3 separate regions of the Mus musculus genome follow, and regions 1 and 2 are each linked to region 3. A link is a contact called in public Micro-C and promoter capture Hi-C data. All regions are on one chromosome and are shown on one strand. Each heading gives the region's core, a stretch centred on a gene start, on an enhancer-like site or on the middle of the called end of the contact. The rest is flanking DNA. Distances are from core to core; before and after follow the strand shown.

Evidence for each region. Promoter capture Hi-C pulls out the DNA fragments that hold promoters and counts their contacts. A called contact is a pair of places that touch in the nucleus more often than the background predicts.
Region 1: a promoter capture Hi-C map of pre-B cells shows a contact between it and region 3, with 3 times the contacts expected there. The contact joins the promoter of Csrnp1 here to the promoter of Oxsr1 in region 3. A contact is called at or near these places in 2 of 39 promoter capture datasets (liver and pre-B cells), 6 of 484 Hi-C or Micro-C datasets (CD4 T cells, the G1E-ER4 cell line, Th1 cells and 1 more) and 7 of 115 datasets of contacts at active chromatin or transcription factors (astrocytes, bone marrow-derived macrophages, extraembryonic endoderm stem cells and 4 more).
Region 2: a contact with region 3 is called in a Micro-C map of embryonic stem cells, with 3 times the contacts expected there. The contact joins the enhancer-like site here to the promoter of Oxsr1 in region 3. A contact is called at or near these places in 1 of 39 promoter capture datasets (cranial neural crest), 2 of 484 Hi-C or Micro-C datasets (the G1E-ER4 cell line and embryonic stem cells) and 3 of 115 datasets of contacts at active chromatin or transcription factors (bone marrow-derived macrophages, embryonic stem cells and extraembryonic endoderm stem cells).

The regions. Positions count from the first base shown.
Region 1 is chr9:119,982,107-119,986,750 of GRCm38.p6, reverse strand. Csrnp1 (cysteine-serine-rich nuclear protein 1) reads left to right here and starts at 2,972. Exons shown (of 5, transcript NM_001357562.1): 1 at 2,972-3,132. Gm33800 (a long non-coding RNA gene) reads right to left here and starts at 2,906. Exons shown (of 4, transcript XR_871355.3): 1 at 1-2,906.
Region 2 is chr9:120,000,359-120,004,794 of GRCm38.p6, reverse strand. It overlaps Gm33800 (a long non-coding RNA gene), which reads right to left. Exons shown (of 4, transcript XR_871355.3): 2 at 2,576-2,662. Among named protein-coding and RNA genes, the nearest start is that of Gm33800, 19 kb to the right of the region's middle. Within about 2 kb of position 2,869, at least 320 of the 459 cell types and tissues checked have an H3K27ac peak or open chromatin away from gene starts, as enhancers often do. A contact at or near this core is called in the G1E-ER4 cell line, bone marrow-derived macrophages and embryonic stem cells, where this site is marked.
Region 3 is chr9:119,320,420-119,325,438 of GRCm38.p6, reverse strand. It overlaps Oxsr1 (oxidative-stress responsive 1), which reads left to right and starts at 3,012. Exons shown (of 18, transcript NM_133985.2): 1 at 3,012-3,434. The coding sequence starts at 3,365.

The sequences.
Region 1 (4,644 bases), core at 1,723-4,222, 660 kb before region 3:
AGCAGGCAGATCCTGGAGTTTGAAGCCAGCCTGGTCTATAGATCGAGTTCCAGGATAATTAGGGTTACACTGAAAAACTCTGCCCCCCCCCAATAAAAGCCCTCAAAACTTGTAATAATTTTAATTTTCCTAAGTAAGTGGATGGGTGGGTGGTCCTTAGTACTTACAGGTCTCCAAGTATTCAGAATTCCCTGAGGATTGAGAATATGGGGGTGTTTTTGCCAGAGAGAGAGAGACTCTGTGTGTGTGTGTGTGTGCGCGTGCGCCATATTTACAGATGAGTGCTCCACACCCGACCCTGCCTGCCTTGGAACAGATACTTCATTCCCCACCAACAGGAAGAGTTCAGATGAGATCCCTGAGGGAGATGTTTCCCATCACCAGCAACATCTGGGCAACATCTGGTGAGCTATCCCAGGACAGGGAGAAGCTTTTCTGCAGAAATACATCACTTATTTGATTATATTTCCCCTTTAATCTCCTCCTCCTCCTGCTCACCAGGCTCCCTCGCCCGTCAGGTTCCCCTCTCTCAGCCCCCAGTACAGACCTTGCCAAGCCCCTGCCCTGGTTTTCAGCCTTGTCTGGTTTCCTGGATACAGAGCCTAGCAGGATGCAAGCCTAGGTAGCTCCAGAGAACCTCATTAACTCCAGAGTCCAGCCCTGCTCAGCTCCCTCATCAGCATCTTGCAGAATCGGAGGCAAAGAATGTTGCAGCTGGATGGGCTCGCTGGTCCAATGCTCCCATTTTATGCATTGGAAGCAGGAGCTGGAAAAACATTGCTGTAGGCCTCATCTGAGCCCTGCTTCTGGGCTGGAGAGGTAGCTCGGTCTATAGAGCGCTTGCCTAACATCCACAAAGTCCTGGGTTCTATCCACAGCACTATATAAAAAAATCTAGCCAGGCGTGGTGGTGCACGCCTTTAATCCCAGCACTCGGGAGGCAGAGGCAGGCGGATTTCTGAGTTCGAGGCCAGCCTGGTCTACAAAGTGAGTTCCAGGACAGCAAGGGGTATACAGAGAAACCCTGTCTCGAAAAACCAAAACCCAAAAAAAAAAAAAAAAATCTATGAAGGCCAGTCTGGGGTACATGAGACCCAGTCTCTAAAACCCCTCTGCTGGTGAAGGAGGAAGAGCGGTGGTGTCAAGATTGTTGGGTCATCAAGAACGGTAAATCTGCAGGCAAAGGAAGCAAGGGCTGAATCTGGTGGTAGGGAAATGTGGGGCCTGGAGGGACAGCCCTGAAATCTATGTCACCTCCATAGACGACGGATGCGCAGTTCGCTGGTGTGTGGTGTTCTGTTGTTGTTGGTTTGGTTTTTTTGTTTGTTTTTGTTTTTTTGAGATACGTAGCCCTGGCTTTCTTGGAAGTCACTATGTAGACCTTGAACTCACAGAGATCCCCCTGCCTCTGCCTCTTGAGTGTTGGGATTAAAAGTGTGCAACACCATGCCAGGTCATGTTTTGTTTTCGAGTTTCTCTGTGTAGCCCTGGCCGTCCTGGAACTTGCTCTGTAGACCAGGCTGCCCGGAACTCAGGTTCCCCAGCCTCTGCCTCCTGAATGCTGGAGTTAAAGGCCTGCACCACCACGGATCTGCCATGTTTTGTTCTCAAAATGGGGTTTAAACTTAGAGCTTTTCACATGCTGAGAAAGTGCCCTACCATTGAGCTACATGCTTCTTCAGCTAGCCCTGTAGACTATTTCCTGAGCAGACTCAGCCACCCGGCAGCTTCTGTGTACCAAAGCTGTGTGTTGAGGATCTCAGACCCCAGATTACCACAGATAAAGGGCAGGCTGACTCCCCCACCCCCACTCTGCTTGTCCTCTGTACACATGTACATCCAGGACTGAAGACTGAAGAAAGGGCCCGTCATCCTCCCCACCCTCGGTGCCATTTAGGCAGGACAGAAGGTCACCTCCCTACTACACCCGGGGGAGGGGAGAATGGAATCCTGAGGGTTGGACTAGCCACTGACAGCATTCATCTAGGACAGTCAGAAGAACCCAGAATGCAGCGGGAGCGGGGCTGGGAGGGGGAGGGTCGAGCTTCCACGAAGGCTTCCAGGAGGAGGAGGCAGTCCTTGCTGAGCCATCCTAGACGTTGTTGGGATTCCCTCAGGTGAGCAGAGTGAGGGTGAAACGTTCCAGGCGGTGCAGTCAGAACGGGAGAGAAAAGCGCTCTAGGTACTGGGTCGAACTGGCCCTGCCGTGGGCTGACGAGGACTCGGGTGGGCTCCTGAGAGAGAAGTTGACTGCTAGAACACACTTTCTTCTGCCTAGTAGTACAGGGAGTTGGCTGCGAGCCTAAGGAAGGTCTTGGCGGGAGCAGAGGAGGCAGCAATCCGCTGTAAGTAGCCAGGGTCCGGCCTAGGAGAAACCAGATTCTTTTTTTTTTTTTTTTTAAGGAGGGATGGGGGTGGGGAAGCTGGTTCCAGCAATCTCTACTTTAGGTATTGTTCGGAGTAAGGGCTCTGGCCCGAGGGCAGAGGTGAAGGCCAGGCCCTAGGATGACCTTTTCTTCTCTCCTCATCCCTGGCTGGTCTCCAGTCTGAGCTAACTTTCTGCGGGATCTGGGAAAAAGAGGTGGGGTGAGGGCCGGGGAAGGGTCCTCAGATTGAATTGATAATAATCTGCCCTGGGCGGGTGGAGGCAGGGGAGGAGCTTCCATCGCTCGCAGCCTCAGTCTACCCAGTCTGCAGCTCGGGACTGCTCGGCGTGGAGAAGCGGGCATCTCTAGGACCCGGCTCTGCACGAAGCTCGGCTCCGCGATCTTAGGAGCCGAGCGCGGAGCAGCGGCGTCGCGGCCCGGTCACAGTCCGCGGGGAGGCTCGAGGCGGGGGAGGGGGCGGTGCCTCCGGGGCGGGGCCGAAGGCTGCGGGCTGCGGGGCGGCCTGGCGGGAGGCCCGGCGTGCGTCAGCGCCGTGAGCCCCGGAGTTTTCCACTGACGAGGAGGGCGGAGCCGCGGGCGGGGCCGGGGCTGAGCCAGTCTCTCCCGCCGCCGCCGGACGCGCAGACCTGGGCCGGCTGCACCGACGGCCGCCCGGCCGAGCGCACTGCGGGTCGCTGTGTGCGCTGCGACCCTGGGGCCGGCACACGAGTGGCTTCGGTGAACTGGGCGAGCCCTGCTAGCTTAGGTGAGTGCCACGGTTCCTGAACGCGGCGGGATGGGAAATGGGGCAGGGGGCGTCTCGGGTGAGTGGCGCTGTCACTCCAGCTCCCCGCTGATCTCCCTTGGGTCCTCCGGAGGGGACGCCGGGATCCGGCCTCCGAGCCCGACTGGAGATCTGGCGCCTGGAGTGAGAGCCCACGGCTGCGAGGTGGCGGGGGGGGGGCAGGCTTCCCCTCCCCCGCCTCGTTGTGGTTACCCCAGATGTCCAGGCGCCCCAAAGCCGGGCGCAGGTGGCAGTGGGACGGGGCGCGCGTGCCCGCGGGTGAGTTTCCTTTTGACCTAGTTGCCTGAGAACTTTTCAGAAGTTACTCGCGTGGCCGGGGCAGGTGACATTGGTCGTCTTCCTCCTCGGGCTCCCTAGGGGGAGGGTGCCCGAGCTGCGGCGTGTGCCGGGCGCCCTCGGCAGGCGGGGGTCAGGGAGGGTTTGGAGGGATGAGTGAGGAATGAGCGAGGCTTGGTGAGTCACGGACCCCGGGAGGGAGGCGGGGGGGAGAAGGATTGTGTCGTATGTTCACCTGTCACCGTCACACTCAGAGGCCACTGCCGTGAGTCACCGGGGCGCAGCTACACCGACCACCCGCGGGCACACGTAGGCTCTCTCCCACGCACCTCTACTCCCTCTTCTGCATGCATTTCCTCTCCTTCCTCAGTTTCCCCTTCCCGGAGGTCCTTTCGCCTTCATGTACTGTAGAAAAGCCTACACCACAGCAACGGCCACACACTTAGTCACTCGGGTTGCCGATACAGTCACTCCCAGATGTAGCCCACCTTCCTGACAACAGAGAATTCCTCCCTCCTCTCTAGCTACCCACCCAACATCTCTGGACCGAAGTCTCAGCCTTCTGCAGAGAGTAAGTCAATACTCTCTGCCCCCAAATCTTTGACAGCCCCGCCCACATCTCCCGAGCTGTCACCAAATCCACCCCCTTTTCTCCTTTGCGCTTGTCCTGTCAGTTCACCTGGCCCTACCCTGTGTCCTACGGGTCACACCCTCTCTGGCTCAGGCGCTGAGCCATCTTTCAACCATGCAAATCTAGAATTGTCAGTCCTTACTTACGCACTTGGGTGGCTTCCTGTGCCCTCGGGCTAACACAGGCCCTCTTAGTTGCATCGCCACCAGAAGGCGCACTGGCTGTCCTTGCTCCAGTCCCTGTACCATGCAGTGTGACCCCCCCCCCCCAATCTGGAACTCTGCCAACATCCCTCCTTCAGAGGAGCCTGCCTCGTCCCCAGTTCTACCCTTCTTGCCTATCCTGTATAACTCCTACTTGAGAGGTGTTAGTTGTAGGTGCTTTACCTGTGTGCCCAATGCCTGTCATAGTGTTTGGCCTTTAGGAAGCTTAGCCAGGATTAGATTGATGAATGAATGAATGAATGTGAAAAACTGGCTTAAGGTGGAGGAAGGGGTGACTGTCAAGTGCAGTTTTCCCTGGGTAGAACTGAGTATTTTATACAGCCAGCAAACATTTGGCATTTA
Region 2 (4,436 bases), core at 1,620-4,119, 680 kb before region 3:
ACACCTGGCCCAGGACGACTTGGCTGTGTATACCTCTTGCCTCTTATTTAAATTTAAATTAAGGACCCTGGAAGAGAAATTTAATAGATTCAATGGATTTCTTTGTTTTTAGTCTTCTTGTGAGTACACTGAATAGCTTTTTTTTTTTTTTCTTTTCAGTGTAGCTTTGTCTGGCAGAGTCAAAGGATGCCAGGACCCAGGCTGACTGGCTCTGGAAGCCGAACACAAACCTGTGAAGTTTCTCAATCTGAACATGAACTTAAAGGCTCGCGTGGCTATCTGTTCCTCATGCCTGTTTATTCATGACGGACGTCCATTTGTTCCTTCCCAAACCTCCACATTACTTCTCTGTGTTTCCCCTTTTATGTAAGGGTGGCAGCGAGTGCCACCCATCCAAGCCCCAGCTCCCAGCTGCCCGACCCCCAGGTCCCAGTAGACTCCCCAGATCTTTGTCCCCATTATGCTCAGCCCACTGTTGGCCTTGTGCTTCAGTGACAGCTTCCCACCTCCAGTGAGACCCCCAGACCATCGCTCCTCCTACACAACCCAGTGTCTCTCCACCCTCACCTTCAAATTCCCCATGTGTGGGTGGTCCAGCCTCTCTCTTCCTGGCAGCTGCTGTTTATCACCCAAGCTTCGGGTCCTTTGAGGGCCTTTGCTGTTCTGTCCAGAATGTGTCACTCTTCTGGCTTGGGCCAGGGCCAGCTGATCCTTTCAGTTCTCATCCTGTTTAAGGCCTAAAATACTTTCAGAGACCCTTGAAAATCTAGCTTCTTTTAACATCTGAAGGAGAGCCAGAGGTGATGGCACATGTCTTTAATCTCAGCACTCGGAAGACAGGTGGATATAGGTGGGTCTCTGAGTTCGAAGCCAGCCTGGTCTCCGGAATGAGTTCCAGAACAGCTAGGGCTACACAGAGAAACCCTCTCTCAAAAAACCAAAAAAAGGGGCTGGTGAGATGGCTCAGTGGGTAAGAGCACCCGACTGTTCTTACGAAGGTCCAGAGTTCAAATCCCAGCAACCACATGGTGGCTCACAACCATCTGTAATGAGACCTGAGACCCTCTTCTGGAGTGTCTGAAGACAGCTACAGTGTACTTACATATAATAAATAAATAAATCTTAAAAAAAATGTTTAAAAAAAACAAAAAAATCTGTAGAACAAGGGTACAAGTGAACTTTTAGACAAAAGAAAATCAATCTCCCTCTCTCTGTCTCTCTCTGTTTCTCTCTGTCTTTCTCTCTCTCTGTCTCTCTGTCACTCTGTTTCTCTCTGTCTCTCCCTGTCTCTGTCTCTCTGTCTCTGTCTCTCTCCCCCTCTGTCTCTCTCCCCTCTCTCTCCTTCTCTCTCTGTCTTTCTCTGTCTCTCTCTGTCTCTCTTTCCTCTCTGTCTCTCTCCCTCTCTCTCTGTCTTTGTCTCTCTCTGTCTCTCTCTCTCTCTGTCCTTTGTTCTGTTTACCTGGGACAAAGTCTTGCTCTGAAGTTCTAGCTAAAATAAAACTCATTTTATAGACCAAACTGGCTTTGGATTTGCAATAGTCCCCCTGCCTCAGCCTCCTGAGGGCTGAGATTTAAGGGGTGAGCCACCAGGCCCAGTAAAGAAAGTGATCGTTTTAGAGACAGAGTCTCACGTAGCCCAGGCAGGCTTCAAACTTGCTTTGTCACTAAGGATGACCTTGCACTTCTGCCCCTCCTGCCTCTAGCTCCCCAGCGTTAGGGTCACGGGCTGTGCCACCCACCACGCTGGCTTATAATATGCTGGTGATCAAACCCAGGGCTTTGTAGATGCTAGGCAAAGCAGACTACCAACAGCACCATCTCTAGTCTCTAGAGAAAAATGGTTTAATATCTAGTATAATATATAATGTATAGCATTAAGATATTAATCTTTAATATATAGCATTAACAGCCAGGCAGTGATGGTGCACGCCTTTAATCCCAGCATTTGGGAGGCAGAGGCAGGCGGATTTCTGAGTAAGGCCAGCCTGGTCTACAGAGTGAGTTCCAGGACAGCCAGGGTTACACAGAGAAACCCTGTCTCTAAAAACAAACAAAAAAAAGTACATAAAGAAAGAGAGGGACCCCCATGACGCTGACGCCACGAGAGCCCAGGATCCTGGCTTTGCTTGGGTTGGACTCCACACCCCATTTTCCATCCACCTTTTATGGAAAGCTTGACCTGAAGACTCAACTCTGAGGCTCCTCTGAGGACTTCAGAGCCATCAGAAATGTCCATCTTTGGCCCCAGCCCCAACTTCCTGAAGTCCTATCACACTGTGGGGCACCCAAGCCACCGTTAGTGGTGGCTATTCGTGGATCCCTCCAAATCCACCTTACTCTTGTTCTCCTCTCAGTACACTCTCTCATCCACGACCACAGAGCAGACTTAAACACACCTAGCTAATTTCAAATGGCTCAGGCTCAACCTGGGGCTCCAAACTGCTAAGAGTAGCTGCATGGGCGGGCCCTCGAGTGCTCGCTGCGGGAGGGGCGGGTCCGAGGGCGGGTCCGGGTCGCACAGCAAAGTCTGCAAAGCTCCGCCTCGCCCAACCTCCTCCCCTGCTAGATTTCTTACGAAAAAGTGCGGCTGAGAATTCCCAGAAGGTTCCGGATGTGAAGTCACGGGCGTGAGGTCATCGAGAGCGGTTCCAGGAATCTGAAACTTGTGGGCGAGAAAGGAAAACTCAGAAGAAGGAAAGAGGGAGTATTGGGGGTGGGAGCCAGCTGTCTGAGCCCAGGCTTGTCCGCTGCCCGAACTTGGCTCCTCAAACCCCAGAAAAGATCACGCGTCACCCTGCCACTTATGAGAAAGGCCAGTTGAATGAAGAAAGCGGTACTCATCCGTATGAGCCAGGCATGAGCTAAAAGTCCGAGACGAGTAACACAAAAGGAGAGGGGCTGCCCGCGGGGTTGAGGAATAACTTGAAAATATGAGCATGTCCTTTGACCTAACAACTGTACGTGCAAGAATTTGTCCTTAAGCACACAACAGAAGGATAAATGCTGAGGTGGTTTGGGGCCAGAGATTGTTTAAAATATTGAAGACTTAGATAATCCCACTGTAAGGAGCTAATTTTAAAATACGGCATGGGAAATTAGCACTCCATATGTTGTGTTTGCAAGACAACTGGCTTACCGGTTTTCTTCTGCGTATTTGTTTGTTTTGAAGACAGGGTCTCATAGCCATGCCGACCTGAAACACTGTACATATATATAGCCCAGGCTGGCTTTGAACTCTCCACCCTCCTGCCTCTGCTTCCTGAGTGGATTACTTGCCAGATATCTAAGATACTTTATAGTGAAGCCCAAGAATGCCCTGCCAACATTTCCTCATCCTGTGCTGGTCTCGTTTATTTCTTCACTATTTAACAGTGTAAAGGACGGAGTTCGTAGTGTATGCTGGGGGTATAAGTATCAAGTTATATCCCACTGTAGTGTTTGGTTTGGTTTGGTTGAGACAGGACTTCCATGTGTAACTCTAGCTGTGAGATCGAAATCTTCCTGCTTCTGCCTTTAATATCAGCATACAGGTGGCAGAGGCAGTCACCAGTCTGTTCTACATATCAAGGTTCAGGCTAGCCTTGGCTATATAGTGAGGCCTGTCTCAAACAAAACAAGTACAGTGAGTAGTTTCAAGGTAGAGGACACCACACAGACACGGGTAGAGCTGTGAAGAGAGCAAAGGTCTGGTTCTCGAAGCCTATGGAGAGGGATAATCACACCACAGTAGCATGGGGAGAAGGGAAGACCAGGGACACAAGTTGACATCTGAGCAGAGACCAGAATGAGGTGTGAACATCTTGCATCTGCCAGAGAGGTGTAAAGGACGCTGGGTAGGAGCCAAGGGGCCCTTGTGGGACCTTTGGATTTTACACGCCAGCAGAGAAACCCTGGGAGGGTTTTTGTTTTGTTTTCTGAATCAGGGTCTTATGCAATGTAGCCCAAGCTGGCTTTGAGCTCCCTCTATAGCCAAGGGTACACTTGAATTTCTAATCCTCCTGCCTCTACCTCGTGAGTGCTTCCACTACTACTCATAGCTTTATTCTAGACTGAAGGGGCACACCAGGCAAGCACTCTACCAATGGAACTACAGCCCTAGCCCCTCAGTGGGCCTTGAACAATGATATGACAGATTTCTCTGGCTATTGAGTGGAGATCTACCCTAGAGGAGACACAGGAGGCCAGCCATGATCTCAGAGAGAAACAACAGAGACCTAACAGAGCGGGAGGAGATAGGGAACAGGATTCTGCTCTGAGGTGAATTTTGACAACAGAGTTGATAGAAGTTGCTGACCAATAGACGGGATGTAGGTGTGAGGGGAAGAGGCCCCAGGCTATTGAGTAACCAGAAGCTCGAAGCCTGTCTTTTACAGGTTGGAAGAGAATGAGGATTTTTCTGAGACTAGGTGAAGGACCAGTGGTCCTAGCTGCTTATT
Region 3 (5,019 bases), core at 1,763-4,262:
TGGAAAAAGAGATCTACCTGCCTCCATCTCCTGAGTGCTGGGATTAGAGACGTATGCCATCACCATCTGGCTGTGTTGTGTTGTTTTTTAGGTTACACAAAGAAGAATGAAGCCCATCACCCACACACTAAGCCCTGATTAATAATATCCATCAACAATTATCCTTCTCTTCTCTCAACTCTTCCATTCTTTAGAGAGCCTCTTTGGGTTGCCCTTAAATAAACTTTGCACTCAAATTCTGGTCCTAGAGCTTGATTTGGGAGGAAGGGAACTGAACCAACACAAGAATGCCTTGAGAATGTGGGGAAAAACAGATTCTCTTCCTGTGAAAAATATGCCATACTCTCAAGAAACCAGGGTGGGATATGGGGAATATTTGAATATAAGGATCAGGGTTCCAGAACCATTCCACATTTCCTTTCCTCTCTTCCTCTAAATGATTATCAAGGGAGTCACAGGCATAAGTGGGAGAAAACCATAATTTTACTAATAGTTTCAAAAGCAGATTTCTGAGTTTGAGTCCATCCTGGTCTACAAAGTGAGTTCCAGGGTAGCCAGGGCTAACAGAGAAACCTTGTCTCGAAAAACCAACAAAACAAAACAAAACAAACAAAAAACTCAACAAAACAAAACAACAACAACAAAAAAACCAAAAAATCCTCCTCCTATTTAAAGCACACTTTACATAGCTGGCTCCCTTTGCTCCGGGTTCGCTGAGGTGATGTCACGGCGTCACGGTCACACCCTTGAGACATGCAAGCTGCGCCTTTCCTGTATGGTGCTTTATGATTTATAAGTACTTATTTTTTTTAAGTTTTATTTATTTTATGTATGTGAGTACATTGTAGTTCTCTTCGGACATACCAGAGAAGGGCATTGGATCCCATTGCAGACAGTTGTGAGCCACCATGTGGTTGCTGGGAATTGAACTCAGAACCTCTGGAAGTGCCAGTGCTCTTAACTGCTGAGCCATCTCTCCAGCCCAATTACTTAACTATTAACTTAAATGCTCCCTACTGCTTACTACAAAAACTCCATACTCCAGCAAAAAAAAAAAAAAAAAAAAAAAAGGGGGGTGGGGGGACTAAGTCCCTGATCACTGTTGTGAGAGTGCTCACATGCAAGATATTTTAAAGGCTGAATCTTGCTTGAGCTTATGGCCTCAAATACCCAATTCCTGGCTTCCTTCCTCATTAAAATCATGGTATTTTAACCTCGACTAGGCCACAGAAAGTCAGGGACAGGGGAAACAAAATGACCAGATTTATAGAGAAGGTTCCTGCTCTACCAATCCACTGAGGTACATGAATGAGGAGGTAAGCAAGAACACATTAATGAATGCACTATAATGTTATCTAATAATAATTAAGACCCAGTATCTTGAAATTTCACCATGAAACTGGTAGTTCCTTTTCTTGGGGGAAGGGGAAAGAAGGCAGTCCCAAATTCTAAGTTATATAATTTATTTTCATGGTAATGAAAGAAAATTGTAAAGTGTATCCGTGGTCCACAGAGCCCAACAATTCCAGATTATTTTTGGCTTATTGGTTTTCTATTGGTACACACCATGAAGAGTTCCAATCTGTCCCCACTTCCTCTCGATGTTACTTTTATTCTTCTTCCAGCAAGAAAAAGTTATCACACGCACTAAATGTGTCACAAGTAGTGGCTGCAACAAATTTCTTCCTTCCTTCCTTCCTTATTTTTTTTTTTAAAGATTTTATTTATTTTATATATATGAGTACACTGTAGCTGTATTTAGACATACCAAATGAGGGCATTGGATCCCATTTCAGATGGTTGTGAGCCACCATGTGGTTGCTGGGAATTGACCTCAGGACCTCTGGAAGAGCAGTCAGTGCTCTCAACCACTGAGCCATTTCTCCAGCCCTGAAACACATTTCTACAGCAAGACCTTGCACCTTTGCCGGGTCTGGAATATTCTGTCCTCCCATTTTCTGTTTGCTGAGATCCCCTTAGCACTGTAAGGTCTGGCCCAAATGGGACCTCTTCTTGAGATGTTCCATAAGTCCTATCAACCAGACGCGCTCATGGCCTTCCCACCGAAGAGCTCAGCAGTGCTGCTCAGCTGAACACTTTGTCCGCAGCGACCCTGTCCAGGTTGATGTTTTAATGTTTTGTTTCACCAAAGCGCGATCTTCTAAGGCCAAGAAAACGGAACTTATTTTTGTGAAGATGACAAAAGCCAGGGCCGGGGGCCTAGAGCTGACCCCTAAGTCGCGTGACAGAAACCACTGAACAGTCAAGGCGCTGCCTGGGCAGAGACAACTAACCTAGGTCCCAGGCAGGTGCTGTTTCTTTAGACCCGAAGCGGAGAAAAGACAGAAACCGCTTCCTCCCGGATCCTGGAGGCGGCGCTGAGTACTTCCGCCTTAGGAAAAAAAAAAATGTCATCACGGGCCGAGCTTCCGGCTCCACTCGGGAGCCCGCAAGACCTTTTATCCTAGTTGGCCTTCGTCCGCGCACCCCACCCGGCCGCTCCCTCGGGCTTCTCCACACCCCGGGGCGCGGTTTGCACGTCTCGAGGGTGTGACCGTGACGCCGTGACGTCACCTCAGCGAACCCGGTCCTGAAAGGTTTTGGCGCTCGGTAGGAACTGGGAGTCAAGTTCCCGGAGGCGGGACTAACATATGACTGATGTCCACACGCTCCAGTTGCCGTTCTCATGCTTTCTCAAACCAACCAATGAATGCAAAGCAGAGAGGGCAACGCCCCTCCCTCAGCTTCTAGAGGAAGCGCCGCTCCTTCGGTTTAGCACTCAGTGGCCGCCATGCTTGGTGTGGCTCCTCGTTCTGCGGCAGTTTGCTCTGTTTTGGCTTTCAGACGCCCTCAGTGAACTCCTCCACGAGCACTTCTGCTCTCTAACTATCGACTTCCACTCTTTCCGGCTTCCTTCTCGCTTGCCTCTTGTCCGGCCACACTCAAGATGGCGGCCGGGGGGCGGCGAGCCGCGGCCAGGCTTCCCCGGCGTGGTGACGTCAGCGCGCTGCGTGTCGGCAGGTGGAGGGAGAAGGGAAAGTTTGGCCCGTGCTTGGGGTTCGGGTGGAGGGCGGGACGGAGGGGCAGGGCTGGGTAGAAGCTTGTTTCGCGGTGCCGCGGAGGTTAAGGCCGGCTCGTGGGCTGGGCCGGGGACTGCGGGACGCGGAGCCGCGGGAGGCGAGGTCGGTCGCAGCCGCGCGTCTCCGCCTCGGGGCCGCGCTTGACCCGCGCGCCCCGGCGTTGTGCGCCCCAAGGCTGGGCCAAGCGGCGGGTTGGGGGCGGCGGCTGGGCGTGGGGAGGCGCGCGGCGAGGTGACCTGAGAGCCCGGAGCGTGAGGAGCACGGAGCCAGGCGCTGCAGCCGTCATGTCCGAGGACTCGAGCGCCCTGCCCTGGTCCATCAACAGGGACGACTACGAGCTGCAGGAGGTGATAGGTGAGAGCCGAGGGGCGACGCGCCGGGGTTCTGGGCCCGAGCCTTGCTGGGCACTGGTGCGAGCCGTGCGCCTAGGGTGGGGCTCCCTTCGGAGGGAGAAGCGTACCTGAGACAGATGCGTCCTGTGCAGAAGAGCCATGTGGATGGGCGGCAGGCCTGGCTCAGGGGGCACTAGGGTCCGTGGGCAGAGCCGCGTGGCTCTGGGATTGTGGGGTCTGTGCACTTGAGTCCATCCCTGCATCCACGCGACGATGCACTATTTCGCAGGTGTGAGGCTGAGGGCAGCTCCAGGTACCGGTGCTGAGCAGGTTAGACCCGCCTCTAGCTCTTTACAACTGACTTCTCAGATCCCGGAGGCAGACGTCAACTACATAGAAAGAATGGGAAAAGCGGTAACAGGTCTCAGTAGGTGGCCGGAAGGAACCGGGCAAGATGTTATAAGGAGTGGTTTGAACAAGTTACGTGATTTCAAGGAAAAGTTGAGCCCTCAAAGCGAGTCGGAGGAAGATCGCCTTTCCCCCTCCATTGAGGAATAAGAAAATACTTAGACTCTGAGGAGAGAGAGAGTGCTTGATAAGTTGAGGGACCAGAAAGAGGGCACACATTAGTCTCAGGGACCTTTAAAGCTATGGTAAAGATTTGGAGTTTCAAGTTGTCCTTGGAGGGCTTCAACTAGGGACCATGGCTCGCTCCATAAATCTGGCTATTATGTGTGAAGTGGCCCTGAATAAGATCCGAGAATACCAGTTGGTCGACAGCAAGCATGGATTGTTACTCTCAGAGGTGCAGCGTGCTTGAGGAGGTTAAGCGGCTAGGGATGAGGGAGAGTTTGTAGCCCAGCAGTAATGCAGTGGCCATAGAAATCGAAGGGAAATGGGTTTAGCAAAACAAAGGCTTAATCAGCAGACCACTGTTTGTTGGAAGAAGTCTGTCTACACTGATAGCATTCTACCTTAAAATTAGCTTTACAATAGAGACCTGCCAAAAATCCCAGAGCTTCCTTAAAGGTGCCAGTGTTTATTTCTCGGTGTTAAGGAGAGCAAAAACAAAAAGCCACCAAATTTCGTTGTAGGTCTCTGTGTGGCTCTGTGTAGGTTTATGTGCTCGTGTAAAGGCTAGCTTTTCACGTTCTTTTTTTGTTTGTTTCTTAGCTTTTTTTGGGGGGGGGGTGGAGGGGGAGGAGAAGGATAGGGTTTCTCTGTGTAGCCCTGGCTGTCCTGGAACTCACTTTGTAGACCAAGCTGGCCTTGAACTCAGAAATCCGCCTGCCTCTGCCTCCCAAATGCTGGAATCAAAGGCGTGCGGTGCGCCACCACACCCGGCTTTCCCTTGCTTTTTGATGAGTCTCTTTAGTTGATCCGGAACTTACCTTTTGACTAGATTCCTAAGACGCCTGAGTCCTCCTGTCTCTGCCTGGAAGCACTTGGATTTCAGGCTCTTTCTAGGATCCCTGGGCCTCCCACTTCACATGGGGGCTGGGGATCCAAACTCAGGTTGCTAGTGTTCACTCAGCACACATTCTACACTGAGCTATCTCCCCAGCCCCCTCCTCCCCCCCCCCCCCGTTTTTTTTTTTTTTTTTAAA